Linked DNA regions of Mus musculus: all the other regions are linked to region 2. A link is a contact called in public Micro-C and promoter capture Hi-C data. All regions are on one chromosome and are shown on one strand. The core of a region is the stretch at or near the end of the contact, and the rest is flanking DNA. Distances in the headings are between cores, read along the strand shown. Region 1 holds the start of Ptpn1 (protein tyrosine phosphatase, non-receptor type 1). Region 2 holds the start of B4galt5 (UDP-Gal:betaGlcNAc beta 1,4-galactosyltransferase, polypeptide 5). Region 3 holds the start of E130018N17Rik (RIKEN cDNA E130018N17 gene).

Region 1 (3,067 bases), core at 557-3,056, 580 kb after region 2:
TCACTATGTACCAGGAATTTGCCGTGTAGACACAGTTAACCTCGAATTCTCCACAATCCTCCTGCCTCAGCTTCTCAAGGGCTAGGATTACAGACATGTTTAGCTGCTAACCCTGCTTGGCAATGCTGCCTTGGACAAGGGCTTTGTCTGTGTGCTTTGCTCTTGGCAGCTCTAAGATGGGAATCAAAATGCCTCTGTGAGGGGGGATTGTGGAGAGTAAATGAACATGGGCCCTTTTGCCTACCTCAGTACCCTTGGAGCAAACTGGAAGTCACTCTGTCACACCAGGAGCTGGCACTGGGCACAGGACACGGCTCCTACCTATGTCTCCCTTTCTATCCCAGAATGGAAGTTTACAACTCCATGTTCCAGTTACATTTCCCCAGGGAAGGCAATCCCATCCTTCACACATACTTCAAGGAACCCAAGCATCGGAACCAACATTCAGTGCTCACCCTGGGCAGTCTGAACAAACCACAGAATCTGCACCCAGATGACATCAGAGAGGAAGATTTTTTTTTTCTTTTAAACATGTTTTTAGATTTATTTGTATGATGGTTTTGTATGCATGTATGTACAGTAGTATGGTATCACATGTATACCCTGTGCCCTTGAAGGTCAGAAGACGGCCTGAAACTAGAGTTAGGATGGTTATGAGTCACCAACAAACCCCAAGGAAGATTTTTTCCCTTTTGGTTGTTTTTTTGTTTTGAGAAGGGGTCTCACTGTATAACTGGCTGTCCCGGAACGATGTAGACCAGGCTGGCCTGGAACTCAGAGACCCCTTGCTTCTACCTGGAGAGTTTAAAGGCAAGTGCCACCACATCTGGTCAGGATTTTCTTGATACTGGAGAAAGACAGAAAACTAGCACCACATGTCCCATCCGTTCATTCTGCCAGGGTAAAAACTCTTATGGACTTTCCCAAGTTTCATGAGAGCAGAGTGGCCAGCTGGGTGTTAGCACCTGTCCAAAACTCCGGAGACTGAGGCAGGCAGATCCAGAGCTGGAGGCTGGCCTGGGTTACGTAGTGAACTCCAGGCCAGCTCGGGCTATAGAGTGATTCGTTGTCTAAAACGAACACTCTGCTCGCTGGGATGTGGCCGGAGTAGGTCCTAGCATGCACGGAGCTCTGGTTTATCCCCCGCAATGCATGTCTGTGATTCCAAGACGTGGGAGATGGAGGCGAGAGGATCATCCTTCGCCTGACAGCAAATAAGAGGTTATCCTTGGCCTGACAGCAAGTGAGAGGCCAGCCTGGAATATCGTGACCCTGAGTTAAAAATAAAGAACGGAGCCCGAAGTGATGGCACACACCTTTAATCCCAGAACTCGGGAAAAAGGCAGCCGGATTTATGAGTTCGAGGCCAGTCTTGGTCTACAGAGTGAATGTGAGGACGTCCAGGGCTACGCACAGAAACCCTGTCTGGAAAAACCAAGACAAAAAGGAAAAAAAGAAAAAAGAAAAACAGACCGGGACAGGAAACGCCGCTCCCACTCAACCGCCCAGCTCGAGGCCACGCCCTCGCCGCCTGACTCAACCGGCGGGCTTGAGGCTCGAACTCAGGATACTCCCCGAGTCCCGCCTCGGCCCACGCGCCGTGGGCGCGCCGCCGGGGGTCGCTTGGGCAACGGGCGCGCGCCCTCCGGAGCGCGGAACCCGGGAAGCCGCACGCGGCGCGCGCAGCAAGTCTGCTCCTCGGGTTCGGGCCTCGTCCGCGATGCCCCGCCTACCGCTCCGCCCCCGCGGAAGTGCCGGCCGCCTTTTCGCTAGCTGACTGGTCCTCCCGTACAGAGGGCGGAGCTCGCGGTGAGGCGGGGGTGCGTACTTCCGGCTGCCGGCTTGACATGCAGAAGCCGCTGCTGGGGAGCTTGGGGCTGCGGTGGTGGCGGGTGACGGGCTTCGGGACGCGGAGCGACGCGGCCTAGCGCGGCGGACGGCCGTGGGAACTCGGGCAGCCGACCCGTCCCGCCATGGAGATGGAGAAGGAGTTCGAGGAGATCGACAAGGCTGGGAACTGGGCGGCTATTTACCAGGTGCGGAGCCGGGGGCCCCTAGGCCGCGCCGTCTCCCCGACCCTCCCGGCTCGGGGGACTCCTGTCGCGCATCCTCGTCGCCCTAGACCCCTCTTGGGGTTCGCGGCCCCTGCGACACCCCCACTCGCCTCTATCTCTCCGCGGTCCCTGTCATCTTCGAGCTCCCCCCGCAAACCCGACCCCAACATGGCCCAGCCACCCTTTGTCCCCACTGGTCCACACCCCTGCCGCTTCCTTGTCTGGACTGGACCACCTCAGGCCCTCTTCCTTTGTCTCCTGGGGAGGAGGGTGGGCTCGCCGACACCCCCGCCCCCTCACATTTCACTTCCTCGGGCCTCGGTGTGCGGTGGTGGAGGCCCGGGGATGACAGCCCCCTTACTCCTTCCTGTCCATTCATTTGTTAGACGTGAGCTGGAGGGTCTCTTCGGTGCTAGGCTTTGGAGCTGGTGTGTATTGAACGCCACCGTAGACCTAACCTATCCCCCCCCCCCCGAGAGGCTATAGTCACACAGACATTCAAATACTGATCATTGCATCTGGTGACAAGTGTTGAGAAGAGAAAGACCTGTTCTGGTGGAGGGTGACTGTACGCAAAGGGGCTGCCTTGTCTAGGGCATCACCGGCAGGGCTGCTAGCGGCTCGACAGGGAAGGAGACTTGCTCTTTGAATAGACCAAGGAGTGACAAGCCATGAGGTTAGGCGACTAACTAGGGGGACACAGAACCCATTCCTATAGCTGCCTGACCCTCTCCAAATGGCCTCTTTCTTTTGTCTTTTATCCTTTGACCGTGAGCTGAGATGGTTTCTGTTTTCTGTGATCCGGTCCACTTGAGGGGTTCTGGTGGTTCATTAAAAAAAAAAAAAGTATTATGAAAGTAGGGTTCTCCCCCCCACCCCCCGCCATGTATGAAACAGTGAATTGAAAATGCAAAGATGTCTTTGCAAGCAGCTAAGTCCTCTAAAGAAAACAAATCTTCCGATTAAATGTCAGTGCGGGGGTTGTGAGGATTAACCATACTCGCCAGGCATCT
Region 2 (3,062 bases), core at 130-2,629:
AATGCCACTCACCAAATCAGTGAGGACAGTCTCAAGTTAGCTTTTCCATCTTCCCAGGTCAGGCTGACAGCATGAAACACCAACTTTAAACATCAAGTGAAACAAGCTTTAAAAAAAAAAATAATCAGGGGAGAGACTCTCTCCCTCTCTCCCTCTTTCTCTGGAAATTTCTCTGCCAGTTCAGAGTTGCCAGGTCAACAGGGAACACCAGCATTTACTACTCCGATCTCAAAGGCACTTCCCCTAAGCGGCACCCATCCCAACCATCCAGAATTCTCGCCCTCGGCCCCACCCCCAACAGCATCTTCTCATTTTTCACCAAGGGCTGAAGTTTTCACTAGCACTCCAAGACCACACTAAGGGAGGCAAGTCGCATTCCTTAAAACTCTTTCCTTCTGTCCCCCAAACTACCTGTAACAGCGAATATTTATTTATTATGTATGTATTTATTTCGAAGACGTTGGGCGTCCGCTATAGGGAGAAAAGCTTAAAGGGCATTTATGGCCCTCTGTCCTTTAAAGGCTGGGATTCGTGTCCCCATTTTACAGAGAAGAGAAGCTGAGGGCCCAAGGTCATACAGGACATCTGACCTCAGTGTCCTCTGCCTTTAACCCTCTCGCTGCCTTTGCCTTCTCATCAGCGTCCAGTCTGTTCCGGGAAGGGCTCGTTTTCTCTCCAGGCGGTCTCCCCCTCTAAAGGGCGGACCTTGGAGAACTGCTACCCATTCCGTTTCTTCTCTGGGCGACCCCCCCCTCCCTTCCACCTGGCACCGCTTCTTCAAGGCCCCTGTCACAGCACCTCCTCCATGGCCAATTCAAACTTCCCATCGGTCCCCAGAGCAGGTCGGGTCCGCTATGAGCGGCGGGCGAGCGGCGGGCTCCAGGGAGGAGGGGGGGGAGGGGAAAGGGGCGCGCAGCCCGCAGCCCCGCCGGGTCTGGGCAGCCAACGCGCGGCCGCGGAGGGCGCGGGCGGCTGCGTCAGGGAGGAGGCCGCGTGTGCGGGCGGGCTGCGGGGTGGCGCGGCAGGAAACGGCGAGTCACGGAGCGCGGGGTCGGCCGGGGCGGCGGCGCGGGCCGCAGCGGGAAGAGGCGTGGGGTGGCCGCAGGGTCGCCTTCCTACCTATGCCGGGCGCCACATAGACGAAGTAGAGCAGCGAGGACGACAGCGAGAAGAAGAAGAGCGCGGCGAGCAGCGAGCGGCGCGGCAGCCGCAGCAGCCCCCGGCGGGCGCGCATGCTGAGCCGGCGGCCGCTCGAGGGCCAACCCGGGCCCCGCTCCCGCCGCTCCGGTCCGCCGCCTGGGCCTCGGCCGCCGCCTTCCGGGCTTCGCGCGCCGCCGCCTCGCCGCTTTCAGCCGCCGGCCGCCGCGGGCCGGGCCACATGAGGCGGGAGGGGGCCGACGACCAGAGGAGCTCAGCGGCGGGGGCGAGGCGGGCGGGGCGGGGCCTGTTAGGAGGGCGGGGTGAGGGGCGGGGTCTGATGCTGAGGGCGGGGCGAGGGCAAGGGCCGCAGTCTGAGGAGCAGATGGAGGTACCAGACCTGAGGCAGGCCTGATGGGGACCGAGTAAGGGCGGGGCCTAAACTGGGGGCCGGACGAGGGCGGGGCCTGATGTTAAGGGTGCCTCCGCGAGCCTGAGAACACCGGCGGGGACCGGGCTTGAAGTCTGATGGGGAGGGGGATAAGGGCGGGGCCGGGAGCATAACAAGCATTTTGCGGGAGCCTGAGCCTGAGGCCTGACGGGGAGGAGAGAAGGGCGTGGCCTGAGGCAAGGGGGCGGGAATGGGCAGGGCCTACAGTCCGGGGAGCGCATCTGTGGGGCGGGGCCTGGATGTGGGGGCGGGGCGGGGCGGGGCGGGGTTCACGCGCGAGCACTCTAGCCGCAAGATCCTCGAGCGGCCGCCGCCCATGCTGGCAGGAAGCGGCTCGCTAGTACGACTTGGTTCCCGTGCGAGCTCCCCACGCGGGGATCGAGGGGTGGTGGACAATGTGTGAATAGCCAGGTAGCCCGCCGCTGCAGCAGAGCAAGGATGCAGAGGCCGGGGCATTCGTGTTCGCCCTCACTCATCCATTCATTCCAGACACCATTTATGATAAAGTGGCAGTTACGGGTCCTGGGGCCGGGGATGCTCCACGGAGCAAAGATTCCTCTGGGAACCTGTATTAATGCGAATAAGAAAAAAATCAATATAACAGATGATGATGATAAGAGATATGAAAACAATTAGACATGAAGATGTTTCGGATGCATTCTACTCTAGTCTGAGATTGAGGGGGAAGCCTCTCCTTCCTGGGTGGCATGAACACAAAAGAATGTGAAAGTGCCAGGTGGAGAAAGAGTGGTCCCACTAAGGGGAACTACAAATGCAAAAGCCGGAAGGAAGGAAGAAGGGGCTTGATCCGCCTTCAATGAATCCAAGGATAAAATCCCAGGAAAGAAGAAGAGATCCAAACAAGGTCACATCCTACAGGACAGAACAGTGGTGACAACTGTCAATGTTAAGACACCGAGAAACAGGGCTTCTTAGCCAGTAACAGCCTCTCTCTAAGTCCTGAGATCGTGGCTCCCCTACCCCCACTTTGGCCCCATTGCACCGATGAGAAAACTGAAGCTTCTGGAAAGAGAAGCAAGTCGTCTAAGTTGTGAAGTAAGGGCTCAAATCAAAAGTGGCCTGCCACCGGGGCTTGACCACTAACCCCATTTCTCATTCTGCACTGTCATGTGCACTTCCAAGCCTCGACTTTCCCATCACCTCCAAAGCCATGTTTTGGTATGTGTTCCTTTTGGTTTCTCAAACCAGTGCTCTACAAGGACAGAGATTCTGTTTCATGTTTTGCTATGTATGTGCTCAGAGCTCAGTGCCCAGTACCTAAAAGATCAACAGAGGGGATGCAGAGCACCCACTAACACCAGAGGAAACAGAGATGGCTGGCTAGTCCTAAAGTCCCAGAGCAGGCTCCACAGGAAAGGAAGTGAGCAGCTCGGGGCAGGATTCCTCAGAGGGAAGGCATCCAACGGAATTCAAGAGGGAACCAGTCAGGTGACACATTCGGCTGACTTCCACG
Region 3 (2,700 bases), core at 82-2,581, 810 kb after region 2:
ATCAAAGGAGAGAAAAGAAACCCAGCCTTAGGTCAGTGGAGCAGGGCTCTGGGGAACGGAGCCTGAGGAGCAGGCCAGAGCTTAAGCCGCACACAAGAGCATCCCACCTGAAGACTGTTCCAGTCCGTGTGAAGGGAGCTTTGAGCCAGGCCTGTGCCCCCTCAGGTCTGCAGGAGACCATAGCTGATGTCTGCAGCCAACCTGGGTCTGCCCTCAGCGCCATGTGCCCAGAGGCTCAGTAGCTCACTAATTTGTTGTTAACCACTGTTTGTTTCCTGCCAAGCCAAAACATCTTGTTCATGAGGTTTTACCTTGATGAATTTTCTCCATGAGAGGTACTTTCCAGTGAAGGAAGGATCCAGGACTCAGGGCAGAGGCTGTCCATGCAGCAGGCAGTCTGGCTATGGTGGCCTAGACTGGCTTTTCACCTTAATCCAGCAGGGCTAGAAGAGACCAGGAGGCCAGGTGGTCCCAGGAAAACTAGTCAGGGGCCCTGGTGGCAGAAGGGACACTTTGCCCACAGCAGAGCAGGCATGAGACGGAACTGCAGGGAGACGGGAACAGATTCTCCTGTTTGGGAAAAAGCTGGACGTCAGACATTTTTTTATTTTTGAAACAAGGTCTTGCTTTGCAGCCCTGGCTGGCCCAGAACTTGGCATGTAGACCAGGCTGCATGTTGGCCCCGCAGCAAGGCTTAGCCTGGGTATACTGGTACACTCCTGTAATCCCAGCATTTGGGAGGAAGAGGCAGGAAGATCAGAAGTTTCAGGTCAGCCTCAGATTAGCTAGAGATGACCTTTAACTCCTAATCCTCCTGCCCCTGGCTCTGCCCCTTCAGAGGCCTCTGAGATCAGATGCATAGAATGAGGGACATCTGTCCATCAGGTTGTACTAGCTCCAGCCCAGACTTCCCAGCTCTTAGCTTTGGCCCCTGATTCTGACGTCTTATAAAAACTCCAGAGACAGGTGACTCCACTTTACAAGGAAGGAGCTCTAGGCTCAAAGACCTCACAGTGTCCCTCTCCCTGCCTGTGTTCTGTCTGGGTGGACCATAGCCTCTGTCCTACCCATGGTGACACGTGGGCGAAAGGATCTGACCCCAGCTATGAAGTCCCAGAGGGACCCTGGGTAGGATCCCTCGGCTACCATCTACCCAGTTACATTTCCAGTACCTGCAGAGGGCACGTGCTCTTCCTCAAGGTTGTGCACCCAGTAGGTGCTCAATACATTCCAGAGATATCTGACCTTCCAGCTCTGTTTGGCTCTCTGTCTGACAGCAGAGAGCTGACAGAGAAGAAATGGCGGCTGTAGGGAATGCTGCCCTGCCCTGGCTGGCCTGTAGGGGTCGTCCTTGGGTGCTAGGCTTGGAGTCCCTCCCTTCCCCACCCCCAGCCAGCAGGAGAGAGGCTTAGCTGGGCCTCCTCCCCCAGCGGGGGGCCCCAGGAGGGCCATGGGGAGGAGCCTGCCTGGCTGGAGCTGGGAGGGCTCTTGCTGAAACACAAAGCAGCCAGGGGAGGTTCCAGGCGCCTGCTGGCAGCTCTGAACCGGCTTCTTTCTCTTCCTGCCTTCAGCAGTCCTGGTGGTAAAAACGCCGCATGACAGATGGCTAATACCGAAGCAAAGATGGAGGCCGAGTCCCACACCTCCCCAGCACCCAGCCTCCTACACAATCATGCTTTTGTGTGTGTGTGTGTGTGTGTGTGTACACGCTCATGCCAAGGCAGCAAGCATACCTGTAGTGGTCAGAGTACAAGAGGTCAAATTGTTTCTGGGTTTTTGTTTTGTTTTGTTTGTTTGTTTGGTTGGTTGGTTTTTTGGAGAATCTTGTGTAAGACCAACTGGGTTGGAACTCTTGTTTTGTAGACCAGGGTGGTCACTTGCCTCTTCTTGCCAAATTTTGGTATTAAAGGTAAGCACCACCCTGTCTGGCTTAGAGAGCAGTTTATGGGCATTGGATCTTTCCACCATGTGAGTCCCTAGGATGGTGGAACCATTTGTCAGGCTTAGCAGCAAGCACCTGTACTCACTGAGCCATCTCATTGGCCCTGACCTGTGTTTTCAGATGGTTGTGTTCATGTTAAAGCTTTGGGGAGAGTCAGTTGGATTCTCATTATGACCGTGAGACGTTTTTATTTGGTGGTGGTGGGGTGTTTGTGTAGGCATAATGAGAAGCACCCCAACTTATTTGGTGGGGACACACTCAAAATTTCCTTTTCGCAAATCTGTGTCGTCCTCTGATGTCTGGGGCTTGTATGGTGACATGATTAATGGAACCTGCCTCTACTCCTGGGATCCCAAGAGCATCCAACCCAGGAGTGACAACCTGGAAGCTGTCCAACACAGCCAGATGCCCCTTGAAGGCCCGATGTCTGTCCTGGGTTATCAGATGGAAGATGGCTGTGGATAGTGGCCCAAGGCCAAGGGGTCCACCCTGTCTCCTCTGAGCTATCTGTGGTAATTTCCAGAAGGAACCCTGAGCTTCAAGCTCAGTAGGTAACGGCCTTGCCTAAGGAGCCTGAGCACCTGAGCTCTGTCCCTTGACCCCGAATTTCAAAAGCAGGGTGTGCAACCAAGTATGACCTTGTACGAGGCAAGTAAAACAGGGGGTTCAGGAGCTTAAAGTCACCCTCAGTGACATAGCAATCTCAAGACCAGCCTGGCACATAGGAGCCTCTTGTCTAAAAATTAAACCAGTTGGTA

Evidence for each region. Promoter capture Hi-C pulls out the DNA fragments that hold promoters and counts their contacts. Hi-C and Micro-C count contacts between places; a contact is called where the count stands out from the background.
Region 1: a Micro-C map of embryonic stem cells shows a contact between it and region 2, with 6 times the contacts expected there. The contact joins the promoter of Ptpn1 here to the promoter of B4galt5 in region 2. A contact is called at or near these places in 1 of 484 Hi-C or Micro-C datasets (embryonic stem cells), 1 of 115 datasets of contacts at active chromatin or transcription factors (effector CD8 T cells) and 1 of 9 other capture datasets (pancreatic islet).
Region 3: a contact with region 2 is called in a promoter capture Hi-C map of liver, with 2.6 times the contacts expected there. The contact joins the promoter of E130018N17Rik here to the promoter of B4galt5 in region 2. A contact is called at or near these places in 2 of 39 promoter capture datasets (hippocampal neurons and liver).

What each region holds. Positions count from the first base shown.
Region 1 is chr2:167,930,521-167,933,587 of GRCm38.p6, forward strand. Ptpn1 (protein tyrosine phosphatase, non-receptor type 1) reads left to right here and starts at 1,807. Exons shown (of 9, transcript NM_011201.3): 1 at 1,807-2,036. The coding sequence starts at 1,974.
Region 2 is chr2:167,347,799-167,350,860 of GRCm38.p6, forward strand. B4galt5 (UDP-Gal:betaGlcNAc beta 1,4-galactosyltransferase, polypeptide 5) reads right to left here and starts at 1,380. Exons shown (of 9, transcript NM_019835.2): 1 at 1,120-1,380. The coding sequence starts at 1,234.
Region 3 is chr2:168,153,182-168,155,881 of GRCm38.p6, forward strand. It overlaps E130018N17Rik (RIKEN cDNA E130018N17 gene), which reads right to left and starts at 1,332. Exons shown (of 2, transcript NR_040327.1): 1 at 1,173-1,332; 2 at 1-570.